Regions from separate parts of the Rattus norvegicus genome. Here regions 2 and 3 are each linked to region 1. Evidence: chromatin contacts called from public Hi-C data. All regions are on one chromosome and are shown on one strand. Each heading gives the region's core, a stretch centred on a gene start, on an enhancer-like site or on the middle of the called end of the contact. The rest is flanking DNA. Distances are from core to core; before and after follow the strand shown.

Region 1 (4,640 bases), core at 1,431-3,930:
AAAATCATCCAGAATCAATTAGTAAGTTGCCAATCATAAATATTAAATGCAGATAACTGGGAAAATCTAAGGAAGCTCTGAAGTGATTTCTGAAGTGCTCCTGGGACCCACACACAAGTGACAACCGTGTGAAGGTAAATCTCTTGGCTCCCTAATGCACAACATTGACCTTTTCCTACTCCGGGTCAACTGTCCCCTTGTGATAACTGCTTGTGAGCCTCAGGACCAGGGAAGAATAAACAGAGAAAGAGGACGTCAGAGCAGGAATCTGCAGCTGAAAAAGCCAAGGACAGCATGAAGGATAGCAGAGGCTTCACACGAAAGCCCTCTTTATGGAACAGCACATCCTGTTCCCACAAATGACGTTAGCTTCCAGATTGTGCACAGAGTGCGTATGTTCAAAAGAAATTTCAAGGAAACATTCTGAAACAAATTAAATGCATGGAGAAGAAAAAAAAATGCTCAATGCATCCTAGGGAGCTCTTGACAGCAGATTCTGGTTAAGAAAAAATGTTACTAAAATCAGAGGAGGGAAAAAAATGACTGTAGCATTGCCCAAGGGTATTTGAGAGCTCTTACACCTTTAACAGCCTTTTGTGTCCCACATTTGACAAATATCACCCCAGCCTAGAGAATTCCCCTGCTTCAATCTACATTTAGGGTTTTCCTTTTTTTCCTTAAGGTTTGCTCTCACAGGCCTCCTGGAGAAACATTTGGCTGTTTATGTCTTATCTATGCTTTAAATTACGTTGTATGAGAGGGACCAGGAGAGGGCCACAGATCATTTTTGCACAGTCTGCTTTCAGCTGAACTCTGAGACCAGAATTTAGATTGTATCCTTGCGGTTTTTCCTTTTCTTTCCTTTGAGGCTCTCCGCCAAGGAGAGAAACCATAGCCTTCATTTCCCTTCATACCTTACAAATTTCTGCAAAGGTGAAGCAGAAGTGAGGTGGGTCATATCCCAGGGCATCCGGTACACATCAAAAGCACGGAGTCAAAGCAAGCCAAGGCAAACATCTCTGGCCTCCCAAACACGACACACTGAGCACCAACCCAGTGGTGAATCAGGATGTCTGTTCCATCCCCTCCTTCCTAACCATTGTGTGAGGTTATATCTGCATGTCCTTGTTAATATGCATTACCAAAACAATAACAGCTGGCAGAGGAGTGTGCTTGTGGACGTGAATCATGGAGAGGATTTCCGGAAGGTGCCCTTCTCGAGATGCAACATAGAATAACCTGCAGGGAGAAGAAGGGTGAAGTTGACTACAGAATCAATCATTCAAATGGAGCAGTTCTTAAATCCCCAAAGCAACATGGATGCATCGTCCTCATGCTAGGCGTCTTGGCATTTCTCCTCTGGTCATTTGGGTTGTGCTTTGAAGACAAGGGGAAGATCTCATCCTAAGTCTCATTTCAGGACCTACAGAGTCTGGGAAATACCTTATATTGCTCTGAGGAAAAACAATAGAAATATTGCACTGAGTAGAGTTCTTCTTATATAGGAGTAGCTGGTGGCAAATTCAGTGCTAGATTGCTAGTGTCAGTCCAAAGTAGCACACATGCATTGCACATGTACACATATGTACATGCATGCAATGTTAACCTCTCTCTAAATTGTAACATAAATAGGCAAAAAAAGATTTTGGTACCAACGAACTAAGAAAAAGGGTTACAGATGGCAGGGTGGTGATTTCTGCTTTCGACTTTACTGTTTTCCGTGGCACCTTCACAAAAACAAAAGACTTTATCGCTAGAAATAAAGGCCATTATAAAACCCTGAAGACAGACTCTTCAAAAAAAAAAAAAAAAAAAAATGCAGCATGCCCTGCTCAGAGTGGGCTATGTGTAGACACGCAGCGCCCTCTACTGGACAGAATGAAACATGCTTCACCGGAATCTACTAGGAACTCGCATATCCCTTTAAAAACAACAGGTTCGGAGGAACTATTGCTTTTCTCTTTAAAAGTTATCCTTATCACATCCAATCTCTAAAACAGAAATGTGTTTCTGAAAATACATGAACTCGCTCACCTGGAGACAGCAAACACACCACCGTTCATGGAGCCGAAGCAGGAGAGGGCAACAAAGATCGGGACTGCTAATGAGAATTTTCCCAGCAGCCGCTCAGAGAAGGTCTGAGGAAGGAAAGAACGGAGCAAATTAATGCTTTCCCCGAAAGTGGAATAAAATGAAACAATTTAGGCCAAACTTGCTCTTTGACTTTCCATTAGCCTGGTGCTACGTGAATGTTTTATAATCCTTCTTTTTCGTTAGGGTCAAACTGACTCCCAAGACAATCATCAGAAGCGGGCACCATGGCATTGCTGTCTCAGACCTGTGGGCAAAGGTCTAAACAGTCGCCTTCTCTGTCCCTCCAAAGCAACGAGCCGTTTACAGACTCTTTATCAACTATCGCCTCTGGTAAGAGGAAGGGGCTTAGATAGGAAATTCTACTTTAAGGACAGAAATTGCTCTGCACAATCCCAAAAAGCCACCTTTGTATGAGGAGCACTAGACGTACACTCGTGAGTGTGACAGGTACTGGCCCACCTTGATGCTGGAGGATAAATCAGAACAATAGACAAGTTGACTATTTCATCATATGAGTGAGCCAGTCTGAAGGTTCTTTACCCGAGTCAGACCAGACCAGCTGAACCAGTTTATGGAGTCAGCCCTCCCCGACCCTAGGAGGCTGTCATTTCCTACCAGGGTTTCCTGTAAAATGCTAGAACACAACTCCAATCCTGACAAGTGACACAAAGCATAAACAAATGGTAGACAAAGTTCTAAGATTTTCTCCTAGGCACTCCTGCACATTTGTATAAAGGATGCTTTTTTTTTTTTTTTTTTTTTTGGTTATTACAGGATTTTTTTCTTCCCATTGTCCTTGATGCAGCTGGTGCTATGCAATTAACAGACCCCATTATGCTCTCCACAAATTAGGGCTGCCCTTTGCCTAGAAACGTGAGGCAACCGACCAGACACCCGGAAGCTTTGTACATTTCAAGGCAGTGGACAAAGCCCTTTTCATACTGTGACCTCAGATACAGGTTCGCACCACAGGAGGTAGCCATTCTCCGTGGGTGTTGCTGATAGGAAGTGATACTGTGTTAAAAGGAATTGTGTTTGGTGGATGGGAGTGTCTCTGGGTGTTTTTAAGTTTTCACCTTCCTGGCTTCCAGTTAATGAGTGCATTCTTTCTTCCCAGTTAAAATGTCTGAGCAAACACGAGTGAAAAGAAAAAGCAGTCTCATAACATGATCTTTGGACACGAATATAGTTCCAGTGTGAAATAATTTTGTGGAAAATCTTTGGAATTAGGGGGTTACAATGCACAGTCATCTCCAAGTGTTGCTGGAACATCTCTTTGTAACATCTCTTTAACATTTAATTGCCTACCTGTTCCCAAATTTATAAAAACCACCACAACACCACTATTCCAAGTCATGCTACAAATGGATGAATAGACATGGTCCTCCTGAAATTTCTAGAAAAATAATTTGGGGAGAGGATTCAAGTCAACATTTGAAAAGTTGATAACCAGAAATGAGAAGAGTGGATTATACTTTGCATATCAAAACTTGCCTTGATTTGCATTCAGAAACTCCGCCTGTCCTTAGAAACATGTTGGGAAAATACTCCCTCCTTGTAGGAAAGCCTTTTTAGGCAGCTTTATATAAAAATGCCTTTTAGGAGAATTAAAAAAAAAATAACAAAGAGCTCTCAGGGTAGAGTTAGCAGAATCTAAGTAGGGTACACTTTAAATCTTCAAAATATTATCATTCAGGTCAAGAAAAGATGACTAACTTCAAAACACTTTCTCCTGTAGGGAGCCATGATAAAGCAGAGTCCATCCTCGACTCATTAGCCTAAATTCTAACTGTGGGAACTGTAATGTTGACTTACCACCGCCACAGCGCTGGACTGCAACAGCTCCTCGGCGCTAATGGTTGTAAAATAGGCCACATTTGTCAGGACATAGCCAACTGTGATGATGGCCATAGAGATGCAGATTGCAAGGGGGATGGTTCTGAAATACACAAAGACATCGGGTCTGGGTCATCTCTCACATTTTCTGCTACCAAAGAATACAGAAGACTAGTTCCAGGGACTGATGTTGGCATATGGAAGAAAGAACATTTTATCAGAACAAAGTACCTTTGCAATATAATGAGATCCATGGGGGTAGGCATTCTGTATAACTTGTCTATTGCTCTATCCCCAAATATATAGGTCTACCCCATTCTTTACCCCATGAATGTTACTGCACTGCCGTGCTTTCCTCGAAATCACCAGGGAAGGCTTGTTAAAGCACGGGCCACTGAGCCCATCCCTGGGTTTCTGATTTAATGAGATCAGCACCTCTCCTGTGCCCCCATGTGATCCTGATGCTGTTGACCCGAGGACCACACGCCTTTCCACCATGAATCCACCACGCCGGCTGGACAGCTTTTTAAAGGGAGCCCTCCAAAGCATCTTTCGCACTCAGGGTTTTCCCGTGGGGCGGCTTGTGGTGCAAACAAATGAGCGCAGAGTTTTGGAGGCAGGAGGGTGGTGGGCTGTATCTGCCTTCGTAAAACGGCGACGGTAATAAGAATTGTGTACGTAAGAGAAGCGTTCACAGTAATGGCTGTGCA
Region 2 (4,640 bases), core at 988-3,487, 740 kb after region 1:
GAAGGTGCCCAGCTGAGGCGGACTCAGGCACCATTCTTAGGCCTAACCTTAATTACCCCCTTAATGGCCTATTTGGGGGATGAAGGCCAGAGATTGAGCCTCTAGAGTCTCAATTCTTCTATCACGGTACACCCAGCCTGTGTTTAAATACTGTCACAGGGCCCCCGGGCAGTGTCGGCCCACACCTTTAATCCCAGCACTCAGGAGATAGAGGCGGGCGTCTTCGTGAGTTCTATGAGGCCAGACTAGTCTATAGAGTGAGTTCCAGGGCAGCCACAGCTACACAGAGAAACCCTGTCTTGGGGATCAGGGGTTGGGGTGGAGGCAATAAACTTTATGGACTGGAGAGACGTCTCAGTGATGAAGAGCACTGGTTGCCCTTCCAGAGGACCCAGGTTCAATTCCCAGCACCCACAAGGAAGCTGACGACAGTCTGTAACTCCAGTTCCAGGGATCTGACACCCTCACACCTGTTCACACACAATTTTTTTTTTCCGGAGCTGGGAACCGAACCCAGGGCCTTGTGCTTGCTAGGCAAGCGCTCTACCACTGAGCTAAATCCCCAACCCCCACACAATTTTTTTTAATGCTGCTGCACTGGCAGTTAGAGGCTTCGACGTACAGATTCTGAGAGACAGTTCAATCCCTAACAGTGACATGCCTTCACCGGATACAGCGACATCGCCAGGCAGCAAGACACCGTGAGCACAGGGGGCCTTTCTCATTTGCCTGTTTCCTGTCATACCTGCTATCACTGGAGGCTTTTATCCCGAGTGCGTTCACAGGGCCTGCATATGCATGTGTATCTGTGTGTGGTACAAGCTCCGAGGCCTTGTAGCAGAGATGATCTATCCCCGCTGAAGAGAAATGACAGTGAGAATGAGAAGAAGGAGCCAATTTGTCACTTAATGCAAGGCCTGATTGTGCTGCGGCAGGAGCCTCACACTGGGATTGATTACAAACAAGATGACATTTCCCTGTGGGCCGCCTCACGCATTATTATAAATAAATACCACTCACTTTAGCATCTGCATGGCCATCGATCGAGAATGCATTCTGCTCTCGGTGCCTTGGGTTCACAGTAAATATCCCAGGGACCACAACGGCCTTTCTTCAATGTGTAGGAGGAACGTTGCTTCCCGGGAGACAGTTTCATAAAGTGGGGGCTGTCACTCAAGTCCGTGAGAAAGGAAAACGCACGCAGAGTTGAACTGACCCTGGGAGTTCATTTCCAAGAAACCTTCGCCTTCAGCTGTGGTGGGGACTTTCTTCCAAAGGCTCTGGCAGATGGACAAGGGCCTGGGCACACGTGAGCCCAACTCTCACGAGGACCCCTGGGCTCCACAGTGAGAGCTTGCCTCTAAGGAGAGAAGAACATACAGCCTATAGCCCCTCAGCTGTCTGGGGGCCGTTTGGGTTTGTTTGGGTTTTTTTTTTAATTATTATCATTTTTTATATTTCACACCAGCCCAAGAGAATCAGTTATTTTCTGGGAGTGTTTCCTGGGGAAAAAAAATCACAGCAGGATTTTCAAGATGGAAATAAATCTGTTAAATTTCGAATATCTCTTTGCCCTTGCCCTGACTGCTCCAAATCTGTCATCTTATGAGTTTCAAATAAATAAGTTATTTTAACCAACAAAATATAGAGTGACTGTTTTCTATTTATTTCTTGACGCTTTGCTTCGGTGCAAGGGTGAATTTGATCTGCCTGCGGAAATTTTTTTTTCATTTCAGTATCTATCCACTCATTTTCTATCTTCCCCTCCACCTCCTCTTGATGCTCTCCCATCAACTTCTCAATCTTTCCCTCCTACATAAACCGAGGAGTTTGGCATCTATCTGTTTCAGGCGTGACGTGAGTGCCCCCTGCTGTCAAGGATGGTGAACAGCATCGCAGCCAGGCAGGTTCAGACCAATCCCTCAGACGGAGAAAAAAACTACATCCCTGGGCAAACACTGGTAGGTTGTTAAAATGAATAATTTATTAAATCGCGATTGTTTATTGACATCCCTTTCATTATTTACTTCTCAGTTATTAAACATACTCGTGGAGTGCCTGGGTGTTAGCCCTTGGCCCACTCCAAGCCTTTTTCCCAGGCAGGGATGGAGCCAACCCCTTGATTCTCTCTATCCAAGACATTTTCGATCTCTTTTGTCAGGTCGGGGTCAAACTACAGTTGTTCCATGATGACTTTATCAATTCTCAGTTGATAGACTCTAAATGAAAAACTGCCCGCTGCTGCCTCGCCGCCACTTAAGAAGGGGGTTATCTATGTAATGTTCTGTCAATCGGGCAGGGTCTGCGGCAGACACAGCGAGTCAAGTGAAACGGGAGGAAAAGATGCTTTTAATGTTTTTATTAGTCTTTGTCCCCCACATCAAAGACTAAGCTGACAGGCATTCTGGACTCTCCTTCCAAATCAAAAAGATAAGGGAAGGAATGCATGCACGCACGATCCTGAAGGAAGTCAGCAATACGCGTCTTATGTAATTATACCAGTCAGCCCTCACCCCGAGGTGGGTCAAGGTCAAAAGCACCAGGCTCCAGTAGGGGGCGCACATCCCAAAAAGAAAACCTCTAACCCCAGCCTTGAAGATATGTGTTAATCTGCACCTGGGAGCCCTGGCCTTTTTTTTTTTTTTTTTTTTTTTAAGATTTATTCATTTATTATATATAAGTACACTGCAGCTGTCTTCGGATACACCAGAAGAGGGCATCGGATCTCTTTACAGATGGTTGTGAGCCACCATGTGGTTGCTGGGAATTGAACTCAGGACCTCTGGAAGAGTAGTCGGGTGCTCTTAACCACTGAGCCGTCTCTCCAGCCCGAGCCCTGGCTTTTAAAGGACAAGCTCACGTTTCCTTATGGTTTGTTTTCATACAATATATTCTGATACTACTTTCCCCCTCTCCCAACTCCTCCTCATTTTTAACCATGCAGGAGTTCACAAAGGTGTGTGTTTGTGTAGTGCCCCCCCCATAAACAAATAGATAATAAATAAATAGTCAAGGCAAAAAACAAAGCAGAAGTTAACAAATGTCACTATAAAACCCCAAATTTTAACACAAAGAAGATGAGTGAGAAGGTTCAGTGGGTCAAAGTGTTTGCCCTGCTTGCTTCAAGATACCACAGTGAAAGGAGCAAGTGAGCCTCGCTGACTTTCACAGGCAAACCCACATCCCCTCACACTCTATTAACAATGAAGAATTTTTTTAAAAAAAAGAAAAGAGAAAGTCTAGTTGATCATGATTGGTACTGGAGCTACATATAAACATGTCTCTCCCCTTTCCCCTTCTCTCCCCTTCCCCCCTCTCCTCTCCTCTCTCTCTCTCTCTCTCTCTCTCTCTCTCTTTCTCTCTCTCTCTCTCTTTCTCTCTCTCTCTCTCTCTCTCTCTCTCCACACACACACACACATACACACACACACACACACACACACACACACACACACACATAAGTCAATTAATTCATTTTCCAATAACTCATTAGAAATCTTCATTGGGTGGGAAATATTATATTATCAGATGTTGTTAAAAACAAAAAATTAACAATAAACAATGTTAGAAATATCAAATTAAATATGACTTTCAAGTGAGACTAACACCCTGACATTTCTTCCCACAGCTCTGAGTATTTGAAGGCTCTACACTCAGAAAGCACAGGGAAGACGCAGAACATATGTTCAGCCTGCAGTCCTCCTGCTACATGCACCTCTGATGGCTAGGAACAGAGCCCAACATCGTAGGACTGTATCCCATGTCACAATGTTAAATGGGATGGGCACCCTTCGTTTACACCAAATTGTTCAGAAAGTTTGTAAGAGAAACATCATTTTAGTGGCCAAGAGCTTTAAGCTTGAAATGAATCTGCCGTTCTGGCTTGAGTTCCTGGTGTGGCTTCTCCAGATTTGTGACTTGATCACGAAGCTTGTTTCCTTGTTGTATGTTGTATGTTCTTCACAAAATGAAATGTGAGTCCATCCAGCCATGCATGTAAACATGTATCACAACATCAGCAGCATGCAGCACGTGTGCAGAGCCTTCCCCTCCTACCTCCATTCCCTTCGCTCTGTACCGGAAGCCATATTTAAAAGGGGGGAGGTCTTCTGGCCAGGCCTGGTGGTGCAAGCCTTTAATCCCAGCACAGGGACAGCAGAGATAGATAGATCTTTATGAGTTCAAGGTCAGCCTGATCTACACAGCAAGCTCCAGAACAGCCAAGTCTACACAAAGAGACTCTCTATCAAAAAGAGAGTGTGAAAGAGAGGGGAGGGGACAGAGATTCTAACATTAAAGACGACAGAGAAAACAGTCATTACTTTCTTGGCCCATTGATTTATCTTGGATTGATTAACCATTTGACTTCCAGTGTCTGCACTGAACAGGCACTTTTTCTCTGAAAGACAGACAGGTACTCAAACTGCCTTCACTGACTATTGATTCCCAACCCCCAAGAGAGCTGGGGATGGAATCCAGGGCTTCCCTCTCATTTTAGGCAAACGCTTGACCTCAGAGTTACAGACCCCAACTCGAATTCAGTGATTTCTTTTTTTTTTCTTTTTTTTTTTTTTTAATCAAAGAGCTTCCACTAGGGAATTCCTCACCAATATTGGATCCTATCTGTTCGAGTTAATAAA
Region 3 (4,640 bases), core at 1,536-4,035, 690 kb after region 1:
GGGACCAAGTGCTCGTAATGACAGTGAGTTCACAACATGTCCAGCTCGGCTTTCTCCCTCTGGAGAGTTATGACCTAAAGACTGTTCCCCACAGAGACTGCTCCTACCGAGGCTAGCTAAACCTGCCTCCCTGATTCAGTTGTAGACCACGAATCCTTGTTTATCTGTACCTGGAAACCTGTTTCTTGTTCCTCTGTATGCAGTAACCCCAGCTCTCTATTCAACTCTATATAATAAACGTGTTAAGCTTCTAGGATGTTGTGATCTCTCTAACAGAGGTCCCAGTCCATCTTGCCCCAGCTTTCCTGTGTGCCCAGCTGTCTGTTTTTCCTTCATTCCTTTGCTATCCCAGTTAGGTTCAAATCCCTGGAGCCATGGTAGGATACAGCAACTCACACACAGAAAACAAAAATTATTAATAAATTGTAAAAATTAAAAATTATGAAAAGTAACTTGCCACAAGCTGGAGATGTGCCTAGTGGGTAAATTGCTTACTGTAGAAGCACAAGGACCTGAGTCTGGATACCTAGAACATATGTGTATGAGGTGTGATGCATATTCCTATGAGCCTGGTGCTAGGATACAGATAGACAGAAGGACTCCAGGGCTTCCTGGTCAGCCAGTCTAACCAGTTGATGAGCTCCAAGTTCAGTGAGAAACAATGTCTCCAGAGGTAAAGTGAAGAGCAACCAAAAACAGATAATACGAACCTTGGACCTACACACACACACACACACACACACACACACACACTGCTGGCCACATTCTTCTTCAAACAGCTTGTCTTGATTTCTTTGAAAAGCTCACTATTTGTATTTGTCCCCATTTGGGGAATGAAGTATGACGGTGATTATCCTAGTTGTTCCAATCACAACTCTTCGGGGCCTCTAGGTAGATCTCTCTGCATTTGGAAGCATCCACGCAGAACAAGCAGGCTTCAGAATACGACACCTCCACAACGTGGAAATGAACATGTTCTTGACATGCCAGGCTGGCAGCCAGGCCCATGCCATTCACTCACCAAGCAGGCAGTGACCCCACGGCATCGCAGACGGCATGCCAAGAGCCGGGCATGGCAGAGTGGAGGTGACATGCAGGACACCTGCCCTCCTGCTCCACTGCCAAGCAATCATTGCGAGGACTCAGCTGTGAGCCACCGCGGCAGACATGTCGAAGGAACCGTGACTCAGTCGCGAATTAAGTGTAGGGTATGCTAGGGGCTCTGTGACGGATTTTCTATTTTTCTAATCTCACATTTTGCAATTGATAAAGAGTTCACCGACCAGGTGCCAAAAAGCACATCGCAATGAGGACATTTTAGTGCTTTTATTGCATGACATGACTGATAAAAGGATTGATACTGAGAATAAACTGAGAGGTAGATAAATGAATGATACCATCCATCCATATATACAGGCATATATACATAGACAGATGGATGGATGGATGGATGGACGGACGGACAGATAGATTCTGCTGATAATGGTCCCTTTTTTTTTTTTTTTTTTTTTTTTTTTTTTTGGCATGGGCTCATACAGTCCAGGCTGTCCTCAATCTCAATACATAGCCAGAAATGACTTTGAACTCCTAATCCTCTTGCCTCTGACTCCTGGGTGCTTGTATTATAGGCTTGCTCATTTTAGCATTAATTTTAATGCTCATGAGTCCTATTTCTCAGGTAATACAAGAAAGAAGTTTAAAAGCAGGAGCAAAATAAAAATAAATGTAATTCTGTCCCACCAACACGTTACTGTCACACTCTCCAACAGGCAAATGTGTTTTAAATGAAAGATATTAGTCACTGGTTTCCCCTTAACATCCCTTCCAAGTGAAGGAGATTTTTGGTAAACTTGTCTTTCTAGCCTGCACACTCTGTCTCAGGCAATCAATGAGAAAACATTTTTTTGACAAGTCAAATGTCCATGATTAAGAGGAGAAACAGCCCTCTCTCTGCAGAATATATGACTTACTCCGGCTCAGTCCCTCAAGACATCAATCTGCATCTCACTGCAGACACAGGCCCGGTGTCTTGGTCAGTGCACACATTAAAGGCTCCGTCCTCTGCTACTTAAGAGAGAGATTTAACATTAGCTCATGTTAGATGTAAAGGAACAACCTTCTCCATTGAAAGAGAAATTTTATTTCTCGGAGAGAAAAAATACAGCATGCAGTCACTCCAGTGCATTATGAACCTGCTATTGCGTGTGGAATTTATGGTCGAGGTCTCTTCTCTTCCGCAAGGATTCTTCACCTCTAAAGGCAGAGAATTAAAGAGCGCAGAGCCACCAAAAAAGTTTCACGGACCTTTACTGCCATCTAGTGCTCAAAGTCTGTCATGCCTCGCCAATGGTTTCCTCTAGGAATTTGAAGAGATTGAGGCCCTGGCAGGGAAAGCTCAGAGAGTTCTAAATGAACTTGGCAGTAAACAGCGTTGGCCCACACAGAACTGTTGTGCCTGAAAACAGTGACCTGGATACATGACATTTCCACACTGGCTCCCATAGAGAGCTGCAACTGGATCTCATGGCTGCCCCTGCTTACTCATCCACTGGAAGCAAGCTGGTGTGTGTGTGTGTGTGTGTGTGTGTGTGTGTGTGTGTGTGTGTGTGTGTGTGTTGTACATACACAAGGAAAGCCTGAAAATGCCCCATGCTAAGAGCCCTACATGATCCCAAGCGGCACCATGAAGGGCTATATGCAAAACCACCCCCACATGACTTCTACATTTAGATCCTGATGCCAATATCCTCCACTAGGGCCTTCCTCGTCTATGCTCTCTCTGGCTTGAAGGCTTATAAACAGAAGCCAGATGTAGGCTGCATGAAAGTGCCATTATTAGGACTGTCCAGGGACACAACAGACAGCAGCTTCCGTGGTTGGTGGAATGTGACCTGGATCCTGCCGGCCTCACAGAGGCAGCATCTCTGTGTCCTCCCTTCCTCTGCAGCCCTACACATGCCAACGGGATAGGAACAAAGTGGTCAGAGGCTCGGGGACTTAATCTATGAACTTCCCTTCCTTCTCTACCAAACTCTGTTCTAGCTGATGTCGTTCTAAGAATCACATTTGAATGCTAGGTCCCAAACCTGTGGCACTGCAGAGAGGTGGTGTAAGTTATAAGGGGGGCCTGGTGGCAGGAAGTTAGGTCACTGGGAGCACACCCTTGCAGGTGCTATTAGGACCCTGTCCTCTCTCCTTCCTGTTTCCAGGCTGCTGTGAGGCAACCTGACCTTCTGTATCATGTGTTCCCACCATGGTACGGTATGAGACCACAAGCCAAAAGCAAAATGGTCATGGATGGAAACCATGACCGCAAATCAACCCTTTTTCTTAGACATTCTTTGTCTTCTTATACAATATCTAAGAGCTGGCTAACACTTCGGCCCTAAACTTTAAGGGGAAGATCAGATGGGAACAGTCCATGGTACCTCAATCTTTTGTATCTGTGAGGAAGAGAGTTGGAGATGAGGAGAAAGCGTTGTTGGCATTGCAAGGTTCAGAACATCCAGGATACAAAGTTCAAGCCACGGGTGTCAGAGATGCTCTCAAGATCAGGCCAGTGGCTGAGTGTGGTCATACCTCCACCACGTCCTTCGACCCAAAGTCCGTGTGTTCAGCAATCATGGTTCTCTGCCATAGTTATGCTTATTGCTCTGTTTTAACCACTTTTAGTTATGTTCTAATATAGTAGAGAATATGAAAGTAAAAGGTCGGTGGGATGCATATTCACTTCTATGATCCCCATCTATTTCATCTCCTGACAGAATGTATGCCTCCTCATCAGAAGAACCAGGGTCCTTTCTTCACCCTGTCCTGAAAAGCAGGACTACTAAAGGGCGTGCCTCACTGGGCTGCTGTCAGAATGAAGATGTTGCCAGATGTAGAATTCTCCCGAGCGCACTAAGTGCTCTCAAGGTTAGCTGTTACTAAGGCTTGGGGCACAAACGGAGCTGGGGGAGCCAGGGGTGCCTTGCTCTCTAAAATCTTTCTGTGCTTGAGTGCGTATGTTTGCTTTCAAAACCAGCCATGTCTCCTTTCTCCAACTTTAAACTCCTTAAGAAGATACAGTGTTAAGAGAACTGCCAAGTGACTCCTACCAGGGCTGGGTCTATTGATATTGTTTAGCTAAATGGATAGATTATCGAACTGCCTTCTAACCTCATATCTCCATGCCCATAATTACTGCAGCTCCCAGGCCTCGTCAGAGGAGTTTATTTGTGAAGTGGACAACAGTTAATGAAGAAGTTCACAACTCATCAAAGGCACAAATGGGACATCTATCACAGAGACAGACAGACAGACAGACAGACAGATGACAGACACAGAGACACAGACTCAGGGACCAGCACAGAACATGAGACAAAAGATTCTGAGTCAGGGGTCAGGAAGGAGCAAAGCAAAACAGTGTCTTGTGAGCATGACGAGATCCTTACACTGGCAAACCCATGGCAGTTGCAATTGCCTTCACCAAGACTTAAACAAGGCCAGGCCAGTCAATGCTCTAGCATGCACTGAGAAGAGGTCCACTGGTCCACCACTGACTAAGGACCTATTGACAGTCAATGGCTTCTGCGAGAGGGTGTGGCTCCTGGAAGATGAGCTACACTCCAGTGGAGACACCACATCCATGAGCATTATGG

The links. A called contact is a pair of places that touch in the nucleus more often than the background predicts.
Region 2: a Hi-C map of the A7r5 cell line shows a contact between it and region 1, with 2.6 times the contacts expected there. The contact joins two enhancer-like sites. A contact is called at or near these places in 4 of 12 Hi-C or Micro-C datasets (the A7r5 cell line, Schwann cells, frontal cortex and 1 more).
Region 3: a contact with region 1 is called in a Hi-C map of Schwann cells, with 2.9 times the contacts expected there. The contact joins two enhancer-like sites. A contact is called at or near these places in 5 of 12 Hi-C or Micro-C datasets (the A7r5 cell line, Schwann cells, frontal cortex and 2 more).

What each region holds. Positions count from the first base shown.
Region 1 is chr2:136,609,236-136,613,875 of GRCr8, forward strand. It overlaps Slc7a11 (solute carrier family 7 member 11), which reads right to left. Exons shown (of 12, transcript NM_001107673.3): 7 at 3,910-4,033; 8 at 2,035-2,138; 9 at 1,143-1,239. Among named protein-coding and RNA genes, the nearest start is that of Slc7a11, 57 kb to the right of the region's middle. Within about 2 kb of position 2,681, at least 8 of the 93 cell types and tissues checked have an H3K27ac peak or open chromatin away from gene starts, as enhancers often do.
Region 2 is chr2:137,349,029-137,353,668 of GRCr8, forward strand. No RefSeq gene overlaps it. Among named protein-coding and RNA genes, the nearest start is that of Noct, 71 kb to the right of the region's middle. Within about 2 kb of position 2,238, at least 4 of the 93 cell types and tissues checked have an H3K27ac peak or open chromatin away from gene starts, as enhancers often do.
Region 3 is chr2:137,299,021-137,303,660 of GRCr8, forward strand. No RefSeq gene overlaps it. Among named protein-coding and RNA genes, the nearest start is that of Noct, 120 kb to the right of the region's middle. Within about 2 kb of position 2,786, at least 18 of the 93 cell types and tissues checked have an H3K27ac peak or open chromatin away from gene starts, as enhancers often do.